Regions from separate parts of the Ovis aries genome. Here region 2 is linked to region 1. The links are chromatin contacts, called in public Hi-C maps. All regions are on one chromosome and are shown on one strand. Each heading gives the region's core, a stretch centred on a gene start, on an enhancer-like site or on the middle of the called end of the contact. The rest is flanking DNA. Distances are from core to core; before and after follow the strand shown. Region 1 overlaps LOC121816951 (a long non-coding RNA gene). Region 2 holds the start of MED13L (mediator complex subunit 13L).

Region 1 (5,380 bases), core at 1,784-4,283:
TGACCATGCACTTTGGCATTTAAAGACTCTGAGACATCCCACGTTTAGATACCTCTTTAGCTTCATTCTTTTGCTTATGGATATCCAGTTTTCTCACCACCGTTTGTTGAAAAGACCATCCTTTCCCCCATTGTGTCAGTAACTACTGATTTTTAAATCAGAGCTTAAACGCACAAGGATAGCAGTGGTGGTGGTAGAGAAGGGGTCTGTTAGTATTACCTTGGCCCTAGGGACATCTTTCAACTAACTCCTCTCCCCAGTTTGCCTGGGAGTGGGAGGTGTGCAGACTGGCCAGGTGAATCTGGAAAAAGCTCCAGGTGAGGACATACCTGGTGGTACAGTAGATAAAAATCCACCTCTCAATGCAAGGGTCATGGGTTTGACCCCTGGTCCGGGAAGATTCCACATGCTGAGGAGCAACTAAGCCCATATGCCGCAACCACTGAGCCCACTTGCTGCGACTACTGAAGCCCACGTACCCAGAGTCTGTAAGGCTGCACACAGCAACAAAGCCCCAGCACAACCAAAAATAATAAAAAGAAGTAAATGAGGAAGAAAACACTCCGGGTGATCCAATATATGTGCCCCTCTTCTTCTGGTTGTCAACTTAGAGCCAACGGAGGACAGAAATCTTCAAACCGACGAGAAGTGTCACCGTGCAGGGTAGAGACACTTTGCCCATTGGATCTGCTTGACTAGCGTGTACTTTGTTCCTACTGGGTTTTCCCAAAGCTCACAGGTGAGCTCACCCACCTGTGAGCTCTCCGGAGGCTCGGGACCTGGCTGCCCAGGTGCCGAGGATGAAGTGCTGGCTGCCCTGTACCTGGACAGTCCAGGAAGCACCCTGAGCATCTGCCTGCAGTTTGCACACCCATTTGAAAGGCCCCCTTGGGGGAAAAGGGAGGAAGAGCTGCTGGAGGGAAGAGAGGAAGAAGGACAGACAGTTGGTCTGCATGGAAGGCATCTAGCACAGGTGTGTGTAGCAGCAGATGTCAGCCTGCAGCACCCCCACGGTTCCCTGGCCCTGCAGAGGGAAATGAGAGGGAGAGCGGAGCTGGCCGGGCTCCTGAGGAGCCTCAGCCTGGAACTGCAGCGCCCGCCTCTGTGTATATAGCACGCACACCTGCTCCTCCCTTCCAAGGATCGATCCAAGGCCTGGAGTACACAGGCATCTCAAAGAGCTGGTCTTCACTGCAGGCCTACTAGTGCTTCTAAACGGTTATTGTCTGGGGGCTGTGTTGCTGTGAACACCCACTCAAGGGTCCCACCAAGCCTCCACATTGGCCACAGTGTGGATGAGGGAGTGGCCAGGGCGTCCAGCTTTGTCTGCTGGAGATGACCGTACCCAGGAAACTGTAGATCAAGTGGAGGTAGGATCTACAAACGGTCCCAGAAGCAAAGCCTGAGCACCCTGGGTTCAGCAGAGCTTTTATCCCTTCCTCTCACTGATGGCAGGCAAACCAGTGGTGGTTGGTGGCGGGGTAGAAAGGGCGGGAGGTGAGCGGGGGCAGCAGGAACAGGAAAGAGCAGGCACCACCACTCCCTTATGTTCGCAGCAGAGCATGGGCTCCCTGTCAGCATCCCTACTGTACTTTGGAATCCTCCTCAACTGCTGCCCTCGGGGTCAGCGCAGGCCCTGGAGAGGGAGAGGGGAGCTGTCCTGTAGGATGCTCATCCTGGCTGCCTCCGTGAGACTTTCGTTGTCCCAGCTGGAAGAAGCAGGAAAGTTGCTCCTCCCCAAGTATTTGTTCTCTCTTCGCATGGAGGCTGGAACAAAAGCCCAGAAATCCCTGCTCCAAAGTTCTGTGTGGTGCGGAACCTGGGAGACCTAGGAAATCGTTGAGCCCAAAATTGAAAGGGATGGTGTGGGGCCGGGGGTATGTGTGACCAGGGAGATCATGGTGCTGATGATAACCGCCCCCACCCCCCAACCCAGGGTGCTGCACGGGCCAGCCCGATCTGAATACTCTGCTTGTGTAAGTCCATTCAACACCCCCAAACCCCCTGGAACTAAACACTGAAACCTTCCTATCCCACACACGAGGAAATGGACTCTCAGCCAGGTTGAGTAACCTGTCCACACAGCTGCTGTTGCTGCTACTTCTACTACTAGGCTAGGATCAGATCACAGGGAAGCTGGGTTCAAAGTCCATGCTTTTAACTACTCTTATGCTATAAAACAAACAAACAAAAAAATCAAATCCAAAATCAAAAGCCGATTTTCATCCACCAGACTGACGACAAGTAATAGGTTTGATACAATCAAATCACCATGAGGCAGTGGCGAAGGGCCTGCACCTCATTACGTCCCAAAAAGGCCTACAGGCTAAGACTGGGGCTGGAGGTTGGTGGGCACTTTCATCTTATCTGTGTTTATTCTGCAATACAGAATATACTTGTACAGGACTTGGGTTCATAACTCATAAGAGAGAGAGAAGTGAAGATGGTCGGGGAAAAGAACCAAAGATAAAGACCTGGAGGGTTTTGGGAGTCCAAAACCTTTGATGTGAATTCAAACATTGAATGTGACCTCTTGGCTACAGAAATTCTGCCGGCCTTGAGCCTTGGAGGAGCTCATGTTTTCCTCCAGCACACATTTCTTTACTGTGTTTCAGGCTCTGGGTCGGGCTCTCGGCAATTTCCACACGAACCGAGGGTGTGTCCTGATAGTATGGTCTCACGTCTGTCCCCAGTCCTGGTGCCTCTGTGGCGATGAGGTCATGGCCGCATGCAGGGAGGAGCGGGTTCACCCCTCAGCTCCGATTTGTGCTGGGCTGTTGCCCCAGAGCAGCTGCTGCAGCAACATTTACTTTGTACAGCGGCCAAGAGAGAGAGGGAGAGGGAGAGAGCGAGCCGGCAAGAGTGAGCGCGCATGAGCCTACCCCATTCCAAAATATTTCTGACAAAATCTGGCACTCCTGGTTCTAATCAAAATACTGAACTTTGGAACAAATTAACATTCCACAGCCTTGCAGGGAAGGAGAACTCAGCCGAGACAACTTCAGTTCACAACCACAACAAAAATAGCTTCTCCCGGGGAAGACACAGTCTGCTAACAAGGTCACTTTTGTTTTGCTTCCCCTGCCATCTGGCTGAGTGGCACCAGGGGCTGGATTTGGTACCGACTTCTTCTGCCGAGAGTGGATGGGAGCCGGGTGGCACTGCAGAAGGCTTCTCAGCCTCCTGGCAAAGGGTGCCGGCACAAAGTTACCTTCAGACACCCCCCAGCAAGCACGCGGGCAGATGGAGCCCCGGTTTCACCCAGCCCGGCTCAGCTCTGAGCTCCGAGTGTGCAGAAGGTGTGACACCAGCAGACAGCAACAAGCAGGTGGGAGTCAGGGGAGAGTGAAAAACACGACAGGATGGGGAAGCTATCTTCGTCTCGAAAAACATTCCAGGACTCAACGCAATGCTCGCTCTGGCAAGTCGGGAGTCTGAGTTCCAGAAGGCGAACAAAGAAGCATGATTTGGGGTTTGGATTTTTTTTTTTCTTTTCCTCTTCCCTTCTGCTTGCAAGATTCAGCCCCTCTCTATCATTATCAGGGATGTTCGGTAACCTCCCTTGGCCTGTTTCCTCGTCTGTAGGACAGACTCACCTGCACTTGTGGGTGAAGAGAGCAGATGCCACTGCCTAAGGGCATTGGGCTGGAGTTTCCGAAGAACATGAGTGCCCTCTGACCTGGTAGCCCAGGAGGGCTTCCATGTAGAAACACCCTTCAACAGCCCTCTACAGATCTTCCAACATGACATAAATAGCCTGCCCAGAGTTACTTCATTTTGAAGGTGTGGAGCTGGGATTTGAACACAAGCCTTTTGCTTACGGAGATTCTGCTGCTGCTTCTATACCAACGATTTTCAATCTTTTAAAAAAGGATCAAAAGCCATGAATATCCACAAGGGGTTCACGGCCTAGTAAAACCACGTCCCTCTCACGAGAAGTCTGTGTGTGCTAAGTCGCTTCAATCTTGTCCGACTCTTTGTGACTGGACTGTAGCCAGCCAGGCTCCTCTGTTCTTGGGATTTTCCAGTCAAGAATACTGGAGTGGGTTGCCATTCCCTTCTCCAGGGCATCTTCCCAACTCAGGGATCGAACCCGCGTCTTATGTCTCCTGCCTTGAGAAGCAGGTTCTTTATGACTAGTGGCACCTGGGGAGAGGAGTCTAGGGAGCTTAGTTAATTATCATAGTAGATCTGCTGGGAAAACAAACAAAGCTTTAGTAAAACGGAGAAGGAATATTTAAAATGACCTAAAATCTCCCTACCCTTAAATGAAGGAAAATAAGTTCATTAGAACATCTCCTTTAGGGTTCCCACACCCACTCGCCCCCATCCCCTGCCAAAAGACATATAAAGAAACTTTGATTTCAAGTGAGTTAAATCTGGTCTCCCAGGGGTCGGAGGTGGGGTGAGTCTGGTGAAAATCTTGGGACTCTAAAGTTGTGTCATCGCTGCCTCTGGGGAATGGGGTGAACAAGGGGAGCCCAAGGTCCCACTGTCGCAGGTGGTTCCTGAGTCCGAACTGAGCTGTGGCATCTGGCAGAGGGTTTAAAAGGTCAGGAAGAGTCCTGGGACTATTTGCAAGTGTTCATTGGTATTAAGGACTGAGATCCTCTCTGCTGCTGGAACCTGTGGGTCTTGCTTCCCCAAATAACACAGGGAAGGCTTCCCACTGCCCCCCAGCAGGGAATATGGTTGAGGAGGGGGGCAGTTAGGCTACTGAATATTGATTATATACCAGTCAGTGAGCTCAGCCCTGTTGTCTAACAAGGAAGAAGAGAGATAAAGCACTTGTCCTCAGAGGGCTTTCCATCTTATAGGGAGATAGACATTGAACTCAAAGAACGGGACAGGGTGGAATGAGGGCAGAGACTGAGTTTCTAGGTAGAGAAACACAGGCCATAAGAACAACGTGAAAAAGAAAAGAACACTGGTGGCTCCAGAATATTCTACCTCAGAGACGCACATTGATAACTCGTCCTGAAGCAGTGTTGAAAATAGCACTTTGCAGGCTTTTGAGGCAATGAGAATTATCTAAGTCAAAAAATACACATGGGAGGTATTGAGTGGAGTGGGATGTGGGGGGAGGACTGAATCCCTGGGTGGCTGAGGCAGAAGTCCACATTGCCTCCTCGTCCTTTGCTTCCCCGCTAGCAGCACCAGCTGGACTGAATCCTGACCTTATTGACTGGTCCTGTGGCACCTGCTGGATTCTCCCTGGCCATCGGGGCCCTCATGTGGTGGCCGCTTGGGCCCCAGGAGGACCGGTGGACGGATACTGGCTCCTGGATTGGCCGCATCTGGGCCTCCGGTCGTCCCTCACTCTTTCAACAGCTCACGCAGTTGTTTGCTGTCAACACAGCAGCTGGTTACCCAAGACGCA
Region 2 (5,380 bases), core at 1,757-4,256, 310 kb after region 1:
TGCTAACTCATTATTTTTAACGGCTGCATGGAATTAAATTATACTGTTCACTACTCCCCAAATGATGGACATGGAAGTTGCTTTCTACAAAGAGGCTTTAGTTCACATCCTTGCTCTATAGGTCTTTACACATCTGTGTAGAATTGCTAGGTCAAACGGAAGGTGCATTATAAATTTTGCTCTTTTCCAAATTGACACCCAAAGCTGCAGTGCTAATTTATATTCCCACTGACAGCGTGTACGAGTTCTGCTTCCCTTCACAGTTGCCTAAGCTTTTAAAATATTGTCAATACTTATTATAGCTTTAATTTCTGTTTTTCTTATGATGAGTGTCTCAGTCCGCTTGTTGGGCCGCTCCAACAAATTACCATAGATTGACTTGCTTAAACAAGAGAAATTTATTTGTTACAGTTCTGGAGGTTGGTAAGTCTAAGATCAAGGTGCTAGCCAATTTGGTTCCTGGTAAGAATGCTTTTCTTGGTTTTGTCTTCACAGGGCAGAGCCAGTTGAGGTGGGGGAGGGCAAAGTAGGCAGGGAGAGAAAGAGAAAGAAGGAGGGAGGGAGAGAGTTTGGAGGCTGGAAGTCTTTCCTGTCTCTTCTTACAAGGGCACTACTGCAATCATGAGGGCTACACCCTTGTGACCTAATTACCTGCCAAAAGCTCTATCTCCACATACCATCACACTTGGAATGAAAATTTCAGCAGATTAATTTTAGGGAAACACAAACATTCTGTCCATTGCAACAAGTGAGGCTGAACATCTTTTTATATATTTAAGAGCAATATGTCTTTCCTACTCTGTAAACTGTCCATGTCCTTTTATAATTTTTTGATTAGGTTGCTTTGAGAGACTTAAAAACAAACCGAAGAATGAGAATTTGTTGACCAGTTATGTGAGATGAAAGCCTCCTGGGATAGAAACACACCTGGATATGATAGACCATCACTCTGATTGCTCAGGCGCAAGTAACATCATGCATGTTGATAAAGTGCTCTTTTTCCCCCAAACATTTTCATCAATACGTCTTAATAGAAATGCATGAAATTGGTCTGAAGTCAGTGGGTCAGCAACTGGGACCTCTTTCTGATAGACTGGGAAATGAGGCTCAGAGAGTTAAACCATGGTGGTCAAGGTAATACAACCATGGGTGCCAGAGTCATCTATAGGCACTTGTTGACAGAACCTTCTGGACTCAGGCTTGGGCTCTGAAGCCAGATACACCTGGGCTTGAGCCGTTCACTAACTGGAGAGCTTGGAGATGTCACTGCACTTCTGAGCTTTGACTTACAGTCTAAGGATAAAAACAGTATCTTAATGCGGTTGTTCTGAGGACTATGTGAAATAATGTGGGTACATTCGTTGTAACATAGTGTCAATCATAATGCATATTATAACATGCTGCTCCTGAGTTTTGCTTTAGCAGTAATTTGTGGTAATTCCAAAGCTCAATTCATATATCTAATACTGTTCTCCTTTTATTACATTGCTTCTTTCTTGTTTTCCATTCGTCCCTGTTTTAATCCAATCCACCTGGCTTTTCCACGTTTGCGGGCTTGTTAATGAAGAAGTTATCTCCTTCCCACCTTCGAGGGGAGCATGAGCTCTGAGGTCTGACAGAGAGCCTCCTCATACTGGCATTTCTCTGGACTCCCACACTGTTATGCTTGGGAAATGTTGGTTATTGACTGAATGGAGCCAGGCGGGAAGGTCTGCTCCAAATCCAGCCCAGTAGTGTCTGGTAGTTTAAAAAATACATATATTTATATCCTGGCACAAAGCAAGAGGTCAGAAAGCATTTCTGCAACGCATGCATGCATGCGCACAGCGCCTACGAGTAAGGGATTAAAAAGGCATTTCTGGATTCAGAGCATAGTGCGTGGTACACAGTAAGCACTTCCTGGCCTAGGCTTTAAAATCTTGATGCAAGAGCTCCGCTTCGCTGTGTGCCTGAATACAAGGGTTCGAATCCCATCCCCTCCTCTTCCTAGGTGAGCGACCTCGGGTAAGTGTCTTAACCTCTTTGTGCTTCAGTTTTCTCATCTGCAAAACGCGGACCACGGAGTGAGACCTCGAGGAGACACCCCGAAGCACTTGGATCTGCTGTCTGGCCCATGGCGGGCCTCTGCCACCCAGCCGGCAGGGGCGATCGAGGGCACAGGCAAGGAGCCCCAAGCCCTCCACAACCACTGCCACCGGCGTTCCCGTGGCTCGCGGTCGCGCCCAGCAAAGATTCGTGCACCCGAGGGGGCGGGGCGCGGGGCGGCCGGCTCAGCGGCTGACTGCCCGCCCGCCCGCCTCGGAGCCGCGCCGCCCGCACTTCTTTCTCTCCCTCTGTCTCCGTCTCCCTCCCTCTCTCCGCCGGAGAATCCAGCCGCTCTCGGCTCAGCAGCGCCGCCAGCGAACAGTCGCGGCCGCCGCTCCGGCCCCTCCCCCGCCTCCTCCAGTCCCCCCCCGTGCGGCCGGCGCCCGTCACGTGACAAGGCGCCAGCCAATGGCGGGCCGAGCCGCGGTCGGCGGCCGCCATTGCTGTCAGAGCGAGCGAGCCCAGGGAGGGAGGAGAAGCGAGGCTGACTGGGGAGGAGGGGGGGGTGGGGGAGGAAGAGGAAGGAGGGGACGTCGCTCGGCTGCCGGGGTCGCCCGCTGGCTTCGTCCGCACCCCCCCCTTCGCGAGTTCGCGCTCCGCGGCGGCGGCGGCTCCGAAGCGGCGGCGGCGACTCTAGGGCTCGCCTCCCCTCACGCGCCGGCGGGGGCTGAGGGGGAGTCGGTGGCTGGAGATAAACAAGGCGGCGGCGGCGGCGGCTGAGGAACAGGGAAGGCGGAGGCGGCGGTCGGCCCGCAGCGCCGGCCCGGGAGGCAGCGGCGGCCCTGAGAGGCGGGGAGGGCGCCGGGCCGCGCGGACAGCGCCCCCCGCCGCCGCGGGAGCAGCCGCCGCCGCGGGAGCAGCCGCCGCCGCCGCCCGAGCAGGAAGGAGCCGCGCGGCCGCCGCGGACCCCCCCGCCGGCCCGGGCCCGCCGCCCCCGGCGCGGCGTCGCCGCGGCGCCTCTCGCCCGCCCGCCGGCCCTCGCGCCCTCCCCCGGCGGCGGCGGCGGCCGGGCCGCCCCACGCTCCCCGGCGAGGCGCCGCCGCCCGGCCCGGCCTCGCCTCGGACGCCTCGCTCCGACATGCCCCGCTCTGGCGGCCGGGCTCGCGGAGGATCATGACTGCGGCAGCGAACTGGGTGGCGAACGGGGCGAGCCTGGAGGATTGTCACTCCAACCTCTTCTCGCTGGTGAGTAGCCGGGCTGCGGGGAGGGGGCTGTGCCGTGGGGTGGGGGGGGGTCGACCTCCGCCACCGACCAACTTTCTCCTCCCGCCGCCGGGACTTCGCCCCTCCCTCGCCTCTCCCCGCCGTTCGCCTCTTGCCGATTCTCCCCCTTTTGGATCGTCTCTCCTTCGCCTTGGATCCCATCCAGTGTTTATTTGGCTCTTTAAAAATCATTTGTGAGCGCGGCGCTCGGCGTGGAATTTGCATGTGGAAGTCTCAAAGCTGCGGATTCTGGGTCGCACTTCGAACGCCCACCCTCTGTTGCAGTCGCACTCCCCTTCCCCTCCCTTTCCCCCTCTTTTCCCCCCTTAAATGTGGAAGGCTTTTGCCTTGTGTTGCCCGCGCCTGCGATAAGCAGCTTTTTTTCCCCCTTGTGTCGGATCGGCTGCCCGCCCGCCCGCCCGCCTTTTGAATTTTTTAAAAAATTCCATAATGACACCTGCAATTTCGCCCGAAAACAGTTGATTGAATGCGATTGTGTCAGTAAAGGACTCTTGCACCCGAAGCTCCGGCGATTGTAAACATCGACAGCCGCCTGCCTCTCGGGGCTTACTACGCTGGAGAGCCTTAAAGCCATTGCACCGAGCCGACGGAAGGTGGAGAAAGCTTTTTTTCTTTCTCTCCTCCTGTGTCTTTTAAAAACTGTTTTCTCTCTGCTCACAACGAATCCACACACACACACACACACACACACACACACACAAAGCAACAAGCTGGGCGGTTTGATAACATCGCTTTTATCTGTCTTCGCCTCTCTCGCGCTCTCTCTCTGATAATTGACAACTTTTCCTTCGGATTTGAATCGCCTGCCTTAATCTTGAAGCAGTTAGGGTGTCAATTGTTCTCCTGGAAGCCTGGCATCCGACGACGGCGTCTAGATTCATCGAAATTAAAAATGTATAGGGTTCCAGAAACTCTTTCCTGGCGGTGGCAGTGACATTTGGTGGTAAATGCCATCTTTGCTTTTTTTTATTGGGTCGTATTACCTAGCTCTGAAAACATTCACGTTGTTAAACCTGGCGTTTAGACTAATAATTGCAGTGCGTGGTCTTTAAATATGTGCTTTGTGCATGAGTAACTGTATGTATAGCTATGTGCCCGGGAGACTACGAATTTGTTTAAATATTGAGCAAAGATTTGTAAACAGATGTAAGGCAATTATGTTTCAAGCGTGGAATATAATTGGAAAATTGGCTGAACGGTTTGTTTAATTTAGACTTTAAAAAAACCCAACTTTGTTTAAGTGGTGTACCCTTTTTGGGGGACTGCCTTTAGAGAACATGCATTTTGGAAATTGTTTTCCGTAACCTCTGCTGTACATAGAGCTTTATTTCCTCTTAATCTTTGTTTACACTGGGTACATAATTTAGTGTTCAAATTGTAATTAGTTACATTTAATTAAGGGTAGCATAGATGCTTTTTTTTTTCCTTTTGAGACTAGTGGAGAAATACAAATTCTTGCCAACTTTTTAAATAGAAGCTTTATTAAATATATTTCATTATGCAGATTTTAAAAAATGAAGACAAGCGATTTTTACCTACTGAGACCGAGTGACATAGTATCTATGCTTTTACTGTAGTAATAGCAGGTCAGTTTTTTTCCTCCCAACATTTTTATTCGGATATTTAATCTTAAAATTCAGTTACAAGTTGTGATTCTCCCTTTCAGTCCTGTGATAACTTCCCCTTGCCTCCTCTTTTCTTCTCTCAGTCTTTCATTTAGTGTCACTCAGATTCTCAGGGACTTCCATAGGGTAGCAAACATTGACTAAGGGGTATTTAAATGGTTTTTGTTTGGTGACTGGTGACCGAGTTGACACTTTATCAGGAAATTAAAATAACCAAGTAGATCAGTATTAGTGAGGAGAGATTCCCCCAAATTACCATATATCATGCTGACTGATAATGGCTTGTATATATGTGGCTATTTTGTATACAGTACCTTTCATGTAGGAGTGAAAATACATGTGTAGCCAGTCTTCAGTATATATCATTTCTTTTTTTATCCTTTTTTAATTTTTTTAAAAAGCTTAAGAATGATAATGTTTCTAAAGATGTTTAATATTGTTTTGGA

The links. Hi-C and Micro-C count contacts between places; a contact is called where the count stands out from the background.
Region 2: a contact with region 1 is called in a Hi-C map of liver, with 1.9 times the contacts expected there. The contact joins the promoter of MED13L here to the enhancer-like site in region 1. A contact is called at or near these places in 2 of 16 Hi-C or Micro-C datasets (liver and muscle).

What each region holds. Positions count from the first base shown.
Region 1 is chr17:58,332,533-58,337,912 of ARS-UI_Ramb_v3.0, forward strand. All of the region lies in intron 1 of LOC121816951 (a long non-coding RNA gene), which reads left to right. Among named protein-coding and RNA genes, the nearest start is that of SPRING1, 53 kb to the left of the region's middle. Within about 2 kb of position 3,034, at least 29 of the 54 cell types and tissues checked have an H3K27ac peak or open chromatin away from gene starts, as enhancers often do. A contact at or near this core is called in liver, where this site is marked.
Region 2 is chr17:58,645,987-58,651,366 of ARS-UI_Ramb_v3.0, forward strand. MED13L (mediator complex subunit 13L) reads left to right here and starts at 3,007. Exons shown (of 31, transcript XM_015101660.4): 1 at 3,007-3,270. The coding sequence starts at 3,199.